Regions from separate parts of the Sus scrofa genome. Here regions 1 and 2 are each linked to region 3. The links are chromatin contacts, called in public HiChIP or PLAC-seq maps. All regions are on one chromosome and are shown on one strand. Each heading gives the region's core, a stretch centred on a gene start, on an enhancer-like site or on the middle of the called end of the contact. The rest is flanking DNA. Distances are from core to core; before and after follow the strand shown. Region 1 holds the start of ACBD5 (acyl-CoA-binding domain-containing protein 5). Region 2 holds the start of ABI1 (abl interactor 1). Region 3 holds the start of LOC100736825 (protein transport protein SEC31-like).

What was found. HiChIP or PLAC-seq counts read pairs in DNA pulled down with a chosen protein or histone mark.
Region 1: an H3K27ac HiChIP or PLAC-seq map of alveolar macrophages shows a contact between it and region 3. The contact joins the promoter of ACBD5 here to the promoter of LOC100736825 in region 3. A contact is called at or near these places in 1 of 47 Hi-C or Micro-C datasets (liver) and 1 of 2 datasets of contacts at active chromatin or transcription factors (alveolar macrophages).
Region 2: an H3K27ac HiChIP or PLAC-seq map of alveolar macrophages shows a contact between it and region 3. The contact joins the promoter of ABI1 here to the promoter of LOC100736825 in region 3.

The regions. Positions count from the first base shown.
Region 1 is chr10:48,921,087-48,923,786 of Sscrofa11.1, forward strand. It overlaps ACBD5 (acyl-CoA-binding domain-containing protein 5), which reads right to left and starts at 1,291. Exons shown (of 14, transcript XM_013980249.2): 1 at 1,154-1,291.
Region 2 is chr10:48,938,060-48,940,761 of Sscrofa11.1, forward strand. ABI1 (abl interactor 1) reads left to right here and starts at 1,348. Exons shown (of 9, transcript XM_021064900.1): 1 at 1,348-1,666. The coding sequence starts at 1,550.
Region 3 is chr10:48,583,003-48,585,702 of Sscrofa11.1, forward strand. It overlaps LOC100736825 (protein transport protein SEC31-like), which reads left to right and starts at 1,332. Exons shown (of 3, transcript XM_021064282.1): 1 at 1,332-1,569. The coding sequence starts at 1,332.

The DNA.
Region 1 (2,700 bases), core at 41-2,540, 340 kb after region 3:
GAGCCAGGCCTCCAAGACAGAAAAACAACTCACCGAGAGAAAGAGCATCTCTAGCAGGAGTCAGAGGAGCCCCGGCCACTGGTGGTGGCGGAGCCACTCTCCCACCCGCAGGACCCTGGTGGAGCAGCCACACCCCCCATCCCGGCGAGGTCGGTCTGTCTGTCCGCGCCCTCCCTGCGGCCCCGCCCCAAACCCTCCCCGGACCCACTCGCTGCAGCCGCCGCTGCGCAGTAAACTCCACCCACCGTCCCCGCGGCCACCGAGATGACGCGAACTGTAGGTCCCCAGAGGAGGGCCGGAGAAGGGGGGAAATAAAAGCAGTCAGGTGGATCCGCGGAGAGCCCAGGGCTCGATGTTTAAAACAGAATGGATTGCTGGGTCCGCGCCAGAGTAGCCGACGCGGGGTTGCAGCGCGCGTGGTACCGCTGGGCAAAAAAAAAAAAAATGACTTTGGTCTTCAGCGCCTGCTCCTGAGGTTAGGGTTTGAGAAAGCTGATGGGACTTAAGAGCTTTAGATCCGCAGAGGCTTGTTACGAAACTTAAGTTCTGCCATTTTAGTTCTGTCACCCAGGGTAAGCTACTTAGCCTCTCCAGTGACAATCTTTATATCACCCTAAAGGGTATATGAAAGGATTAGGGATGCTGGATGGAGTGTTTAGCCGTGCTTGGCTCTCAGTCTTTGACAGCTTTAGCCGCCCCCAAGGCAAGGACGTCTGCGCAACAACCAAAGGAGACGGGAGATCGCCGGCTAATTAGACTGGGCTGGGGGAGAGAGAGCACCTTCCCCTGCACCACCCGCGATATCTAGCCCCAGGAAGCCGGGCACAGTACAGCTTCTGGCAGACCTAATGGGCGACAGGGCGTGGGGGAGGGGCGAACGGGGGACCAGTACGGATCGTCAACCCTAGAAAGGGGTATCCTGGGCCTTCACCTTTCTAGCACAGCGCCCCGCGTCCTCAGGCATGTAGGATGCGCCCCCAGGCCCACCGAGGGGGCACTGCTACGGGTTCTGGGGGCGGAGTCCTGCGGCCTGGAAATCCCAAAATTGCCAGGTCGCTTCCGTCAGTTCGGGATGGGTTAGAGGGTGACTAGTCCAAATTTAGGCGCAGGCTCTAAGTTACTTTTCCCTTGGAGTCGCAGTGCCGGCATTTACCTTAGCATTGCCGGGCAAGACCTGTCCGGTAAGGTCCCCGACGCCCGCCCCTCGCCCTGCCCCCGCGGACTTGTGGGAAATGTAGTCCCCGCTCCGCTACGCTTCGGGACACCTGCCTCCAGCTGAGGTCGTTCCTCCCACTTGTTCCTGTTTGGTTCCTTGGTCCGGCAGACGCTGGAGCCGTTGCGGCGGAAATCCCGCCTTCCTGTTGCGTCGTCCTTTGAGCTCCTGCCAAATACCACATCCGCCTCAGCCAAAGGGACAGACCCTCCGTGGTGTCTTTCAGAGAGGTCCTGGAGATCCGTCTCATTTCTTGCTCCTGAGGCTTATTAACTTTGAGGTCGTGTGCTGTTATATTGCCTTCAGGTAGTAAAGACTATGCCTTACTGCGTGCCTGATATTTGCCAGGCATGTAACATGTATTCCAAAAACCCTGTAGGGTGTTTACGAATGAGGAAATTGAAAATCATATTAACTGATTTTCTCAAGGTCAAGTAGTAGTAAGTACAGGAGTAGCTGAACCAGGCGTCAGTCAATCCAAAAAAACCTTGCTTTAAATCTTGGACTTTTTGCGGGACACCAAAGTGTAAGAGACTAACAATTTTTCTAATTTATTCAAACGAGGGGGAGGTTATGTGCTGAATAGCTGCTGCTTCCTCTAATCTTTTCTTGCTCTTTTGTTATATATCCGTTTCAATTTCACTCAGTTATGCATACTTATAAAAAGGTTTGGATATTTATTTCACATCTAGGACTTCATTTTGACAACTGTTCATAATAAGCTAATTTAGAGTATGTTGGTCTTTAGGTAGTGATGAATAAGAATTTTTCTGCCAGTGATGTCTGTTGTATTTCTGTTTGCTGGTAGTATGGATTTACAGTCAAGGATAATAGTATAAGGAGAAAGGACATTGAGGTTATTCAGGTAAAGAAGTTAGCAGTGCTGGTTTAGATGTGGTAATTCCTACTGACATATAATGATTGACATATGATGGATTGAATCAGTTCCTAAGGTGCCTTCCAATTATGCAATCCTGTAATTCCACCTAAAATATATCTTATGGAACACTAATGGCTTTTAGTACTTTCAGCACAGTGCCTATTATGAAGCATTCTTTTTTAAAAAATTGAGATGTATTGATGTACAATATATATCTATATAACAATAGTTTCAGGTGTACAACATAATGATTCAATTTTTTTTTTTTTGTCTTTTTGCCATTTCTAGGGTCACTCCCTCAGCATATCTAGGTTTCCAGGCTGGAGGTCTAATTGGATCTGTAGCCGCCAGCTTATGCCAGAGCCACAGCAACTCGGGATCTGAGCCGCATCTGCAACCTACACCATAGCTCACGGCAATGCTGGATCCCTAACCCGCTGAGCAAGGCCAGGGATCGAACTCTCAACCTCATGGTTCCTAGTCAGATTCGTTAACCACTGAGCCATGATGGGAACTCCATGATTCGATATATGTATTATGATCACCACAATAGATGATTGTCCTTGATCACATATTTCTAGAGATATTTTAATTAAGAATTGGCCCA
Region 2 (2,702 bases), core at 98-2,597, 360 kb after region 3:
AGTCGTATTCTTTTCCACTGCATCAACAACGGGAACTCCCTCTTGTCCATTTTCTAATTGAATTGTCTGTCTTTTTTTTTTTTTTTCTTTTTAGGGCCTCACCTGAGGCATATGGAAGTTCCTAAGCTAAGGGTCAAGTCAGAGGTGCAGCAGCTGGCCTATGCAACAGCCACAGCAACCTAGGATCTGAGTCCCTCTTTCAACCTACACCACAGCTCAAGGCAACACCAGATCCCTGACCCACTGAGCAAGGCCAGAGATCAAACTTGAATCCTCATGGATACTAGTCAGACTTGTTTCCACCACATCACAGCAGGGACTCCTGTCTGTCTTTTTTTTATTGACTTGGAGGAGTTTTTTTTTTTTTTTTTTAATATATTCCAGATACAGGTCCTCTGTCATAAGTATGTGTCATGGCTTTCTTTTTATTTCTTCTTTTCTTTTTAGGGCCACACTCTCAGCATATGGAAGTTCCTGGGCTAGGGGTTGAATTGAAGCTGCAGCTGCTGGCCTATGCCACTGACACAACAACACCAGATATGAATTGCATTTGTGACCTATGCTGCAATTTGCAACAATGCCAGATCCTTAACCCACTGAGCAAGGCCAGGGATAAAATCCTCATCCTCACAGACATTATTTCAGGTTTTAATCTGCTAGGCACAATGGGAAATCTCAATATTAATATATATATATATATATTTTTTGGTCTTTTTAGGGCTGCACCTGTGGCATATGGAAGTTCCCAGCCTAGGGGTCAAATCAGTGCTATTGCCTCGGGCCTACACCACAGCTTACTGCAATGCCAGATCCTTAACCCACTGAGCGAGTATCCTTTACTCAACTTGCACCCCCAGTCCATTGCTTGGTGTAGAGCTGGCAATAACAAGGGCAAGTTAAATTTTAAGTAAACTGAGGGCGGCAGAAGTTTAGAAAATAAAGCCTGAGTGGAGTTATCTCTAAAAAGACAGAGGAAGTAAAGATCTGGAATATCCTTATTCCAGTCCTTTTTAAACCTTATCAGATTGATATCTCTGATTCACAGGCATTTCCTAGTTAAGTTCTACCAAGTATTACAGCTTTCTCGGGGACCGGGTTTTATTCTCTAGTATCACTCTGCGGCGCCATCTGCCGGACCCGTCAAGAGACTAGAAACTTAAACCACCACCCTCATTCCAAGTTCTTTAAATATGCTCCTCCTCGTTCTTTTTCGGAGGCTCCCTGAACGCATGCGCTTCTGATGGGCAGCCACGTCTGCAAGAGACTACAATTCCCAGAAGGCCATGCCAAAGGAAAAAATTTCCATGGTTGCGGGAAGGGGGCGGGAAAGACAGGAAGGCTCGCGAGAAAAGAGGTTGAGGCGGCTGCGTGAAGTGGGTGGAGGCGGGTGGAGAGAGTGAGGAGGAAGAGGAGGAGGTTCCGTCCCACAATACCAGGCGGGAGGGCGGGCAGGCGGTTTGTATCCGGGCTGTGAGGTGCTCGGCGTCTCCGCAGACCTTGCTGCCTCTGTCTCTTTAACGCGAGAGGAAGCGATGCAGAGGGGTGGAAAATGGCAGAGCTGCAGATGTTACTAGAGGAGGAGATCCCGTCTGGCAAGAGGGCGCTGATAGAGAGTTACCAGAACCTGACCCGGGTGGCGGACTACTGTGAAAACAACTACATACAGGTGAGGAGCGCGGTCGCGCGGGCGGGCGCTGGCCGGCCGGGCCAAGGACCCGCCGGCGGCCGCCTGGGTGACCAGCCCACTGGGAGGGGTGGGGAATTGCCCTAACCTTAGCGGCAGCCCCAACCCCAACCCCAACCCCAGCGCCAACCTCAACCCCAGCCTCAGCCGGGGCGACAGCAAGTGGCCGGGTTTGGGGAGTCGGGCTGCGATACAGGAAGTGGCTGTGGTGGTTGAAACCCATAGAAGCGGAGAGAGAAAATGGGCGAGGGAGCCCGGAGCTCGCGGCCGTCGCAGCCCGGCGCCCCCCTGCCGCCCGCCTCCCCGCGGGCTCAGCCCCCGGAGTCGCGCTTCCCCCCGGCAGCCCTCCACCCGCCGGGCTTTCGCCCCGGAGTCCCCCTAGAGCCCTGCCGCCTCTCTGCCGGCCCAGGGGTCTCGGACCGGTCGAGCAAGGGGAGAGCAAAGGGCCGGGACGAGGCGCGGGGCGGAGCGGCAGGAGAGAGAGGAAAAGCGGGGTGTGTGTGTCGGGGGAGGGTGGGGTGGGGGCGATTATGTCAGTTTAGCCCAGAGGGTGTGTCTTTTATTTATTTATTTTTTAAAAAATTGGTCGTGAGTCACATCACAGAGACCTCCCCGAGGAGAGGAGGAAGCGAGTGGGGAGCGAGGGAGGGAGTAGAAGTTAATCTCCAAATTCCTTTAATTGAAGGTTTGTAAATCTGCCTGCCTGTCCATTTTCAAGTCGGGTTTTTTTCCCTCTCATCATTTTCACTTCCGCCCCACCGTAATATATTCTAGAGATTGTTAGGGCGATCGTTAGCTTGAAACAAATTATTCTTAACTACTTGGAAAAATGGCTTAAATACTCTCTCTTCCTCAAAAGTTCTTGAACTGCTAGCTTCCTAAGTAACTTAAAATAGAATGGTGTAATCGCCGGTTGCTGTTTTTTTTCCTGAGGTTTCTCTCTTTCCATCCTAAGTACTTGTGTAGAATGAATCTCAGTAGATTACTGAACATTTAGTCTTAGAACCATAACGACAAA
Region 3 (2,700 bases), core at 82-2,581:
ACGCCCCGCCCCGCATAGGCCCCAGCGGATCGCGCCACCCCTTCTCTCCCATGAGCCAGCCTACAACTCTAGGCCCTGACCTGGTTAATGCCGGATTGGCCAAGGTGAATAAGCGTTGGTGGTATGATTAGCGTAGCTCCCTCCCAAGGTGTCAGTGTGACGACCGTGACATTCTTCCTTGATTAAAATAAATTACTAATTAAATGAAGTGTAAGGAGTCGGTCTTCGCTGCGGGGGGGGGTCCCTATATAAGTCCAGAGCCACTGGGGGCTGTGCCCCACGGAAAGAGAGGGACGATGGTCTCAGGCATCCTTGGGTCAAAGCCTAGATCTCTGTTAAAGGCCTTACATCTAGATATAGTTAACCTTGCACGCATGGCTTTCCACCGGGTTTTGTCCTTAAAATAGACTTTTAATTAAAAACACAAAGCCTCCAAGCGGTTTCTCAGATGCTGTCTCTCGGGCCTAAGTCCTAACTTCACCCAAATAAAACTTAACTCTAAAAAAAATATATATATATATAAATAATCAAATAAAAACAGGAAGCCTGCAGGATGCTTCTCGGATTCTTGTTCCCGGGGAACAAGCCATCAGCTGACAACTGGATGCTCCAGGTGCTCAAGGCAGGTGAGATTGCTGGATTGACCTGGATTTTATCTGGAATGGACTAGACAGAATGAAAAGAAAGAAATCAAGGGAGTTCCCCCATGTGGCTCAGCAATAACTCCGACTAGTATGCATGAGGATGCGGGTTGGATCTCTGGCCTTGCTCAGTGGGTCAAGGATCTGGCATTGCCATGAGTTATGAAGTAGGTCCCAGATGCCGCTCGGATCCCGCGTTGCTGTGGCGTAATCAGGCAGTTACAGCTCTGCCCCTAGCCTGGGAACTTCCATATGCCGCGGGTGCGGCCTTGAAAAAAAAAAAAGAAAAAAGGAAGGGAGGGAGGGAAAGAAAGGAAGAAAACCAGACGAGGAAGGGAGAGCCGCCTTAGTCTGCATTCCAAGCACCGCGAGAACGTAAAGGGATAAGCAAGGAAGCAGACGCAGGACACACAAGGCATCTGATCGCGAGGTCAAGGTCTCTGCCAAGCCAGTGTGGCAAGCTCTTCTGGTAACAAGCTCCTCGTGCAAGACAAGAAAACAGAAATTAGGGTGGGATCCTAGGAGGTGGGAGAGACGGTCTGGGAGCAGTTTTCTGCAGAAGACCAGGAAGGACATCACAGGAGGGAAGAGCTTGGTTTACAAATGAAGGGGCTGACACAGCCCCCATCAGCTGGATACCAAGCATGTAATTGAGCAAACAAGCTTCTCGCTAGTTAGATAGAAAAACGGATGGGGGAAGGGAAAGAAAAGAAATTCAAACGGGAAAAGGCGGACGCGCCCTCTCCTGGTCTCCTGAAGGATTCGACTCCTCTCTTGAGACCTCCTGCTCCAGGCCAGCTCTTCGTGCGTGGCCCTCCACACCCCCCTGAAGTTAACCCCCTACGCAGGGCTGGGAGGGCTAAAAGTCAGTACCTGCCCCAGACCCAATTCCTGAACGTTCCTCCTGCGATTGTTAGGGGTGCCTGGGGTAAGTTGACGCTACAGGCTCGCCTCCGCTATTTTAAACCGCATTAAGGAGAGATAAAATGAGTACTACAGAAGCTCTAAGCAGGGAAGGAATGGGGTGAGGAGGGGAGGGCATACGCAGCCGCTGGCTGTGCGGTGAAAAGGTCTAGGGTGGGGTAGTTTCTGGTACAGAAAGTGTGTCGAGGTGGTTTTCTCCTGACCCCCTTGGTCCTGAAAGCTTGAGCCCTCTCACCACTTCTTAACTATGTGACCTTGGACGTTACCTATCTTGCGGTGCCTCATTCTCTTTATCTGTAAAGTGGAGCCTATTACAGTCCAAAATTCCAAGAGCCTGAAAATCTAAAGCCTTTCTTAGTTCATTTGGTGGCAAAACCTGACCCAAACCGATGTAAAGTAAGTTGTATACAGTGTTAATTTCCATCACTTGGGATTATTTGTTTCCCTGAAGGCACCTTAATTAGTTTGTACGAAATCTGTTTCAGACCCTTTTGGGGAAGTGTATAAATTACATGCACCTTAATATCTTCCTAAAATCCAAAAAATTCTGCGTTCTGAAACAGCTTGCTCGGAAGACTTTAAATAAAGGATTTGGATATACAGAGCTTACTTCTTAACGTCATTGTGAGGATTAAGGGATAACACACGGAAGCACTCAGAACAATGCCTGATATGTCAGGTTAGTAGCTATTCTTACAGCAAGTGTTAAAGCCAGCTCTGCTTAGCTTAAAGAGTTGGGGTGGGGAGGAGGGTGGTGCCCCGTCCTCTCTGATGCTTCCATGACTAGATAGAATCTCAGCGCAGCTAAGAACACTGAAATTATAACATGCTTCCCCGCTGTTCACTGATGTGGTTTTGCGGTAGGTGAATGCAAAGCAGTGTGGGAGGCTATTTAGTGAGATGCTCATTGGTTTCATGCTTTCGGTGCCCCCTCTTGACATACCCCCTTTATTTGGAGAAATGGCTGATCCCCTTGTGTTTCCTATCGCCAAGTATATTTTGCAGGATTCTTGAAAGGCCAACCTTTCTTGTCTTTTGAGAAGGCTCATTCTCAGTAAATACATCATCTACTGCAGGTGTCCTGGCGGGAGAGGGCTGAGAGCCCAGGTGGGGTGAGAGATTTTCATAGCAGTTA